Linked DNA regions of Cyprinus carpio: region 1 is linked to region 2. A link is a contact called in public Hi-C data. All regions are on one chromosome and are shown on one strand. Each heading gives the region's core, a stretch centred on a gene start, on an enhancer-like site or on the middle of the called end of the contact. The rest is flanking DNA. Distances are from core to core; before and after follow the strand shown. Region 1 overlaps LOC109049766 (transcription factor 4-like). Region 2 holds the start of LOC109049766 (transcription factor 4-like).

Region 1 (3,008 bases), core at 188-2,687, 100 kb after region 2:
TCCTGAACTTTCCTGGCTGAGTAAGTGAATCGTAGAGATCAAAATAAACAAATTTTTGGTGTCCACACTATTATTTCTCCGTTCTCTTCATCTGTGAGAATGCTGACTGTCCGTAGATGCTGTTGCACCTTTTGTGATTCTATTATTTCTGGAGTTTTCATCTCCTGCCAAACGTTTTCTGTGCCAAACATTCGGTGATCGGCAGGTTGTTTTCACCTCTGAACGCGGGAACGTTAAACGATTCAATGCTCTCTCATGTCCGAACGGGTCTCGTGATTGAACTCAGGACACTCCTGGTTTTGCATTTAATCATTTAGAAGAAGCTTTTTTTAGAAAAGAAGAAAAATGCAAGCTTTTTATCATGCATAAGCAGCACTGTTCGCAGTTTCACAGTCAGTTGTGTTGGCTGTGATTGGTCTGGGTTGCTGTTTTAAGTGTTTTGTGTGCTTTCGTGTGTCTCATTGTCTTTGTGTCCAGCTGGTTTGAAGCCAAATGTGTTTTAAGACACTCTAGCATAGAAATAGGTCAGATTTTACACACACACACACACACACACACACACACACACACACACACGTTCAGCTAAATAAGGACATACCATAGAGCATTGTTTTATACTGTATAAAAGATCAGGATTTTATTTTTAAAGTATTTTATATCTTTAAGATAAATATATGTTTGTTTGTTTTTTCTTTAAGATAAGAAAGATATTTTGTCAGATTTAACTTATTTTTAGAAACAATTTAGTGGAAGACTGTAGCCAAACACACACAATGTGTCCGAAATTTGTTTTATACTGTTGTATAAAAGATCTGCATTTTATTTTTTTAATATTTTTATCTTCATGATAGATTAATGTTTTTATCTTAAAGATAAGATTGATATTTTTTCAGATTTAAATTATTTTTAGAAACAATTTAGTTGAAAACTGTAGCCATACACACACTGTGTCCGAAATATAATATATTTTTATACTGTATAAAAGATCAGCATTTTATTTTTTTTATATTTTTATCTTCATGATAGATGAATGTTTTTATCTTTAAGATAAGATATATATTTTGTCAGATTTAACTTATTTTTAGGGACAATTTTGTGCAAAACTGTACCTAAACACAAACACACTGTGTCCGAGACAAGCTTTTATTCTGTATAAAAGATCAGCATTTTATTTTTTAAATATTTTTAACTTTAAAACAAATGGCTATTTATATTTTTAAGATTAGATAGATATTTTCTCAGATTTTTTTAGGGACAATTTTGTGCAAAACTGTAGTTAAACACACACGTGTGCTGGACGGCGGCTGAATCTCGGTCTAAAATAGCAGCAGGGAAAAACGGCCGCAAGTTTGCAATGTTGAAGTAATCAGTCTTTGATCCTGGTGGTTTTATTATTTTAATAATGCGTCTGTGATCCGGCCGTCTGAAGTGCCGTTCAGTCCATATGTTCACCATTACAGACCCTTCACATGAAACACACTAAGCCTTCATCTTAATTCTAATTAACTTTATATGGGGCTCTGTGTGTGTGTGTGTGTGTGTGTGTGTGTGTGTCTGTGTGTGGTTTGGCTTTTTCTCGCGTCTGGTTTGCGATCTCGGCCTGATTGGTTTGTTTATTTTATGTCCACTTTGTCTTTCTTAGTAACACGTGTGCGGTGTAAATGAGACGCTGGTGTGTGTTTCTTGTCTTCAGATGCTTTTGTGGCTCTCACTTATGTTCCGTTTCATTGGGAGGGAAACATCTGAGCTCATCTTGACAAATCTGAGCACAGTTTGAGGCAGTGTTGAGATCTCTGTGCTGTGTTTGTCTGATTTGGTGTTTTTTATGTTGCTGTTTTTATGTTTATAGGGTTGGTTAGCAGGCGGTTGAGTTCAGTCACACACTAATAATAATAGTTTGTCTGAAGTAAAACTTCCTAAAAACAGCAAAAGCAACATGAGTACAATGACTGCGGTGTGTGTGTGTGTGTGTTTGTGTGTGTGTGTGTGTGTGTGTGTGTGTGTGTGTGTGTGTGTGTGTGTGTGTGTGTGTGTGTGTGTGTGTGTGTGTGTGAGGTCACAAGGTCACGGCGGTGACATACACATGAGAGATGCCCCCCCCACTCTGTTCAATATGTGCGTGCCTTTTTTTTGCACGGAATGAACTACTGCTGGAAAATATATCGTTTAATTATTTTGTTGCCAATATAAAATTAATTGCTAATTTGTGATCATAATTTGTGCATTAACTTTCATAAGGCTCCTGTGTTCATGGAAGTGTGTAAAAACACATATATAAAATAAAAGTAAATCTGTATATTTTGCAGTTTATATAAATTAAGATATATAAATATCAATTTATATAATTATAAAAAATTAGTTTATAGTTTAATTATAAATGTATAAATATGTATAAATGTATAAATGTTCTCTCGGTGCATATGATGAATATGGTGCCTGTCATTTATGAGCAATTTTCTAAAATGTAAAAAATAAAGGTAAATATGTAAATTTCACTGTTAATATACATTAGGATATTTTGATATTAACTTATATATTCTTAAATTATAAATAAATCAATTATAGTTTAATTATAAATATGTAAATATGTTCTTTTGGTGCATATGGAAATTAATAAATCTCAAATGTTGCATGTTTCGTTTAGTGAAACTAAAGTTTCAGCAAATTTGCGTTGCATGATTGAAATCTATTTTCATCTATTTTTTTTTTTGTGTTGCATGGTTGAAGTGTGACATAAATATGAGAGATGATTTTTCCTCCTAAAGACACAATATTTGCTGGGAAATATGTTGTATAATTCTATATTATTTTGTTGGCAGTATAAAATAAACTGTTACTTTAATACATATTCATTTATCCTAATAAATTAACTATAATATAATTTAACATCACATTAAAAAAAAAAACATGTTTTTATAGAATATGTGTCCCATAGAAATATAAATCACAATATAATATAATTATAAATATGTTCTCTTGATGCATATGAAAGTTATTAAATGTCAATC
Region 2 (3,095 bases), core at 571-3,070:
ATGGCCAATTTTGTGGTCCTGTTCTAAACCTTTAAAAAAAATAAAAATACGCTATAAACATTTTAGTCATATTTCTGTTCATTTTGTAGATGTGTTTGATCACTGAAAAAAGTGTTAATTTCATACTTTTAAGAGCCTATAAATATTAGACTATGCTATATATTTTATATAGAAGTGTATTTTTATTAAGCCAAAATATATAGTTTTCTTTTTTTTTTTTGAATGCATGTCAATAGAGAAGAATGCTTTTGACCTGATAATGGACAAACTATTTTTGTTTTTGAAACCAAATCTAGCCGTGATGATACAGTAATGCTTCTGCACATTAAGTCACTTTAGGACTAAAAAGCTACAACTTTAGCTACAACTTCTGAATCTGCAAAACCACAAGGAGGCGCTGCATTCAAACAGGAAGTGATGTTTGTGTCACAAATTCGTTTCCTGACCCACCTGAACAGCATCAGTGGTTCAAAACACATTTTTGGCTGAACCTTTCATAACAAGGCAAAGGTTTAAAGGAGGCTGTAGTTGTTCTCTGTTGCTCTTCAATCCTCATCTTCATATTTTTTATTGAATAAGAAGGTTTCGGCGCAGGTGTGTGAAATAATGGACACCAGTGACACATCAGACCTCTTAAAGAGATGCTTCTGCAGGGTTTCATAAAGCCCCAGTGTGTCATCCACCAATGCAACCATATTAAACCCTTGTTATGAAAGCACAACGATGCATTTAAATCAAAGTAAACCGATCAGTTAAACTGATGATGACAGATAGATCAATACTGATTCTGATCACAGTGAAATTTATGATCAGATTTGCTTTTTGTGTTTTCTAAGCCTCCTGCTGACTGATTTTTATTTTTCTGGTCATCCACCTAATATTGGTGGAGTAAAGGAAAGAAATATTAAAGGACTTCAGCAAGGGGGGGTTGGTTTGCTTCTTTTATTTTCTTCTTCACTCAACCTGTGTGCATCATAAACTGCAGTTTTAGTTGCTGTGTATTTATCTGCAATGAGACTTTGCACATTCATCGGGGAAAACCCTCCATTCCTCTCCACTTGTGCAGAACAATCTGTTGCAGCACTACAGGTGTTTGGGAAAATGCTGCAGTGCTTTTTGTTGGCATGAAGCAAGATCAGCCAAGGCCTCCTTATTCTCTAACAACTAAAATCATGTTAAAAGACAGTTTTTACAGTTTGCATATTACCAGTTTGCATATGCATGAGGGGCTGAATTTTTACATTTAAGGGTCAAATTAATTCACATTTTTTAAATGATATTTTCTCCTGTTTATTCTCTTTAATTTTTTTTTTGTTTAAAAAAGATCAAAAGTAATTAAAAACGTTTTTCACAATAAGAATTTTTTTTTTACTCTTTATTTTCAAATTTTTGTTACCTTATTTAATTTATTGATCTATATTTTAACATCCCGAAAGATCAAAAGTGATTAAAAACGTTTTTTCTCTATTCATTTTTTCCTCATATTTTATTTTTTTCCTTAATTCTTTTTTATTTTTAATGTAAACATCCCGAAAGACCAAAAGCGATTAAAAACGGGATTTTCTTTATTCATTTTTTTCTTCTTTTTTATTTTCTTTCTTCCCTTAATTGATTTTTTCCTTAATTATTTTTTGTTTGTTTGTTTTTAATGTAAACATCCCGAAAGGTCAAAGTGATTAAAATACGTTTATTTAAAAAAAAAAAAAAAAAAAAAACAAGTGACCCAAAGTTGACTCTGATCTGCTTTCAGCTGTCATCTGTGCTTTTAGGACGCGCGCACAAATATGCAATAATTACTATATTTACTCGTATATCTCGAACTAAACCACCTTCGCGCGCTCGATCGGTCTGTGAAGCGTTTAATATAAGTTCACGGCAGTCAAAGTTAGGCTTTTTGTGAATAAACAGGGCGCTCCTGCAGTAGGTGGCTGTACGCGCACACTGATCCGGCGCGCGCTGAACGCTCCTTCACCGTCCTGTCAATAAAGCACTCCACGAGCCGAGCGGAACTCATTACGGGCAGATCTGCGCGTTTATTTAATCCACATTCCCCTCAGTTAGCGATCGCGCGTCTTGATTCGGATTGTTGAAGCCGCGCGCCGGAGGGACACTTGGAGAGACTTTGCTCGCGATCGTGCTACCGGACACCTGCGCGTCCGCTTCACCTCGTGCCACAGTGTTGCTCTGATCCACAGTTTCTTTTTCATGCAGAGTGGATTTTTTGGGTCTCGATCGTGCCGTGGGTCCGTGTGTGTATGAGTGAGTGTGTGTGTGCGCGCGTGCGTGCGCGCGTGTGTGTGTGTTTCTGAAGCTCAGACACGCTCCTCCTGATCGGGTGTTTTCTCATTGCGATCTGTTTCCATGTTTTTAGGTTTATGTGATTTTCTAAAAATGCATCATCACCATCATCATCACCATAATCATCAAAGAATGGCCGCGTTAGGGACGGATAAAGAACTCAGCGATTTGCTGGATTTCAGCGCGGTAAGTCACTTCGCGTTTCTGCACGCCGGAGGTCAATGATCACACTTTGTTTCGTTTTGTCACTGTGTTTCTGCGCGCAAATGATTCAGTAGAAGTCTTGTAAGATGACTTTTGCGCCGCGTAAATTGCATTTGAAATCTGAAAGAAAGTTGAAAAAGCTTGTGTGGATTTGATAGATGTGATGTTGCATTAGTAATTCTGTTGTCTTATAGATGCGAAACAGCGATTTGAAAATGTTCCCCACATCAATGGTAGTATATCCCACTTTATTCAGTCTTTTCTTGTGTTTTTTCCTTTTCTTTATTCCCTTTTCTTTAATAGATTCATATAAATGTTGTGTTGAACCTTTACAAATGCTTCTAATGGAATTTCTACTCATTTGGAGTCACTCCTATTCTATCCGACTGGAATTCTGAAGAATTCTAGTTTGATCCCATTAGGATCTCTTCCAGATGATGATAGGAATTCCATCAGAATTATTTTTGACAAGGAACGTGAGATTAGAGTAGATTCTAGAGGTTCATCTGACTCAGTGCAAAAAAAAAAAAAAAAAAACCTAAATGTGCATCCTGTCAGAAATGCTTTTGGGAAGTTTTCACTCAGGAAATGTG

What was found. A called contact is a pair of places that touch in the nucleus more often than the background predicts.
Region 1: a contact with region 2 is called in a Hi-C map of skeletal muscle, with 3 times the contacts expected there. The contact joins the enhancer-like site here to the promoter of LOC109049766 in region 2. A contact is called at or near these places in 3 of 8 Hi-C or Micro-C datasets (liver and skeletal muscle).

What each region holds. Positions count from the first base shown.
Region 1 is chrA21:1,413,669-1,416,676 of ASM1834038v1, forward strand. All of the region lies in intron 8 of LOC109049766 (transcription factor 4-like), which reads left to right. Among protein-coding and RNA genes, the nearest start is that of LOC109049766, 100 kb to the left of the region's middle. Within about 2 kb of position 1,438, at least 1 of the 8 cell types and tissues checked has an H3K27ac peak or open chromatin away from gene starts, as enhancers often do. A contact at or near this core is called in skeletal muscle, where this site is marked.
Region 2 is chrA21:1,308,561-1,311,655 of ASM1834038v1, forward strand. It overlaps LOC109049766 (transcription factor 4-like), which reads left to right and starts at 1,821. Exons shown (of 20, transcript XM_042778510.1): 1 at 1,821-2,484; 2 at 2,697-2,735. The coding sequence starts at 2,362.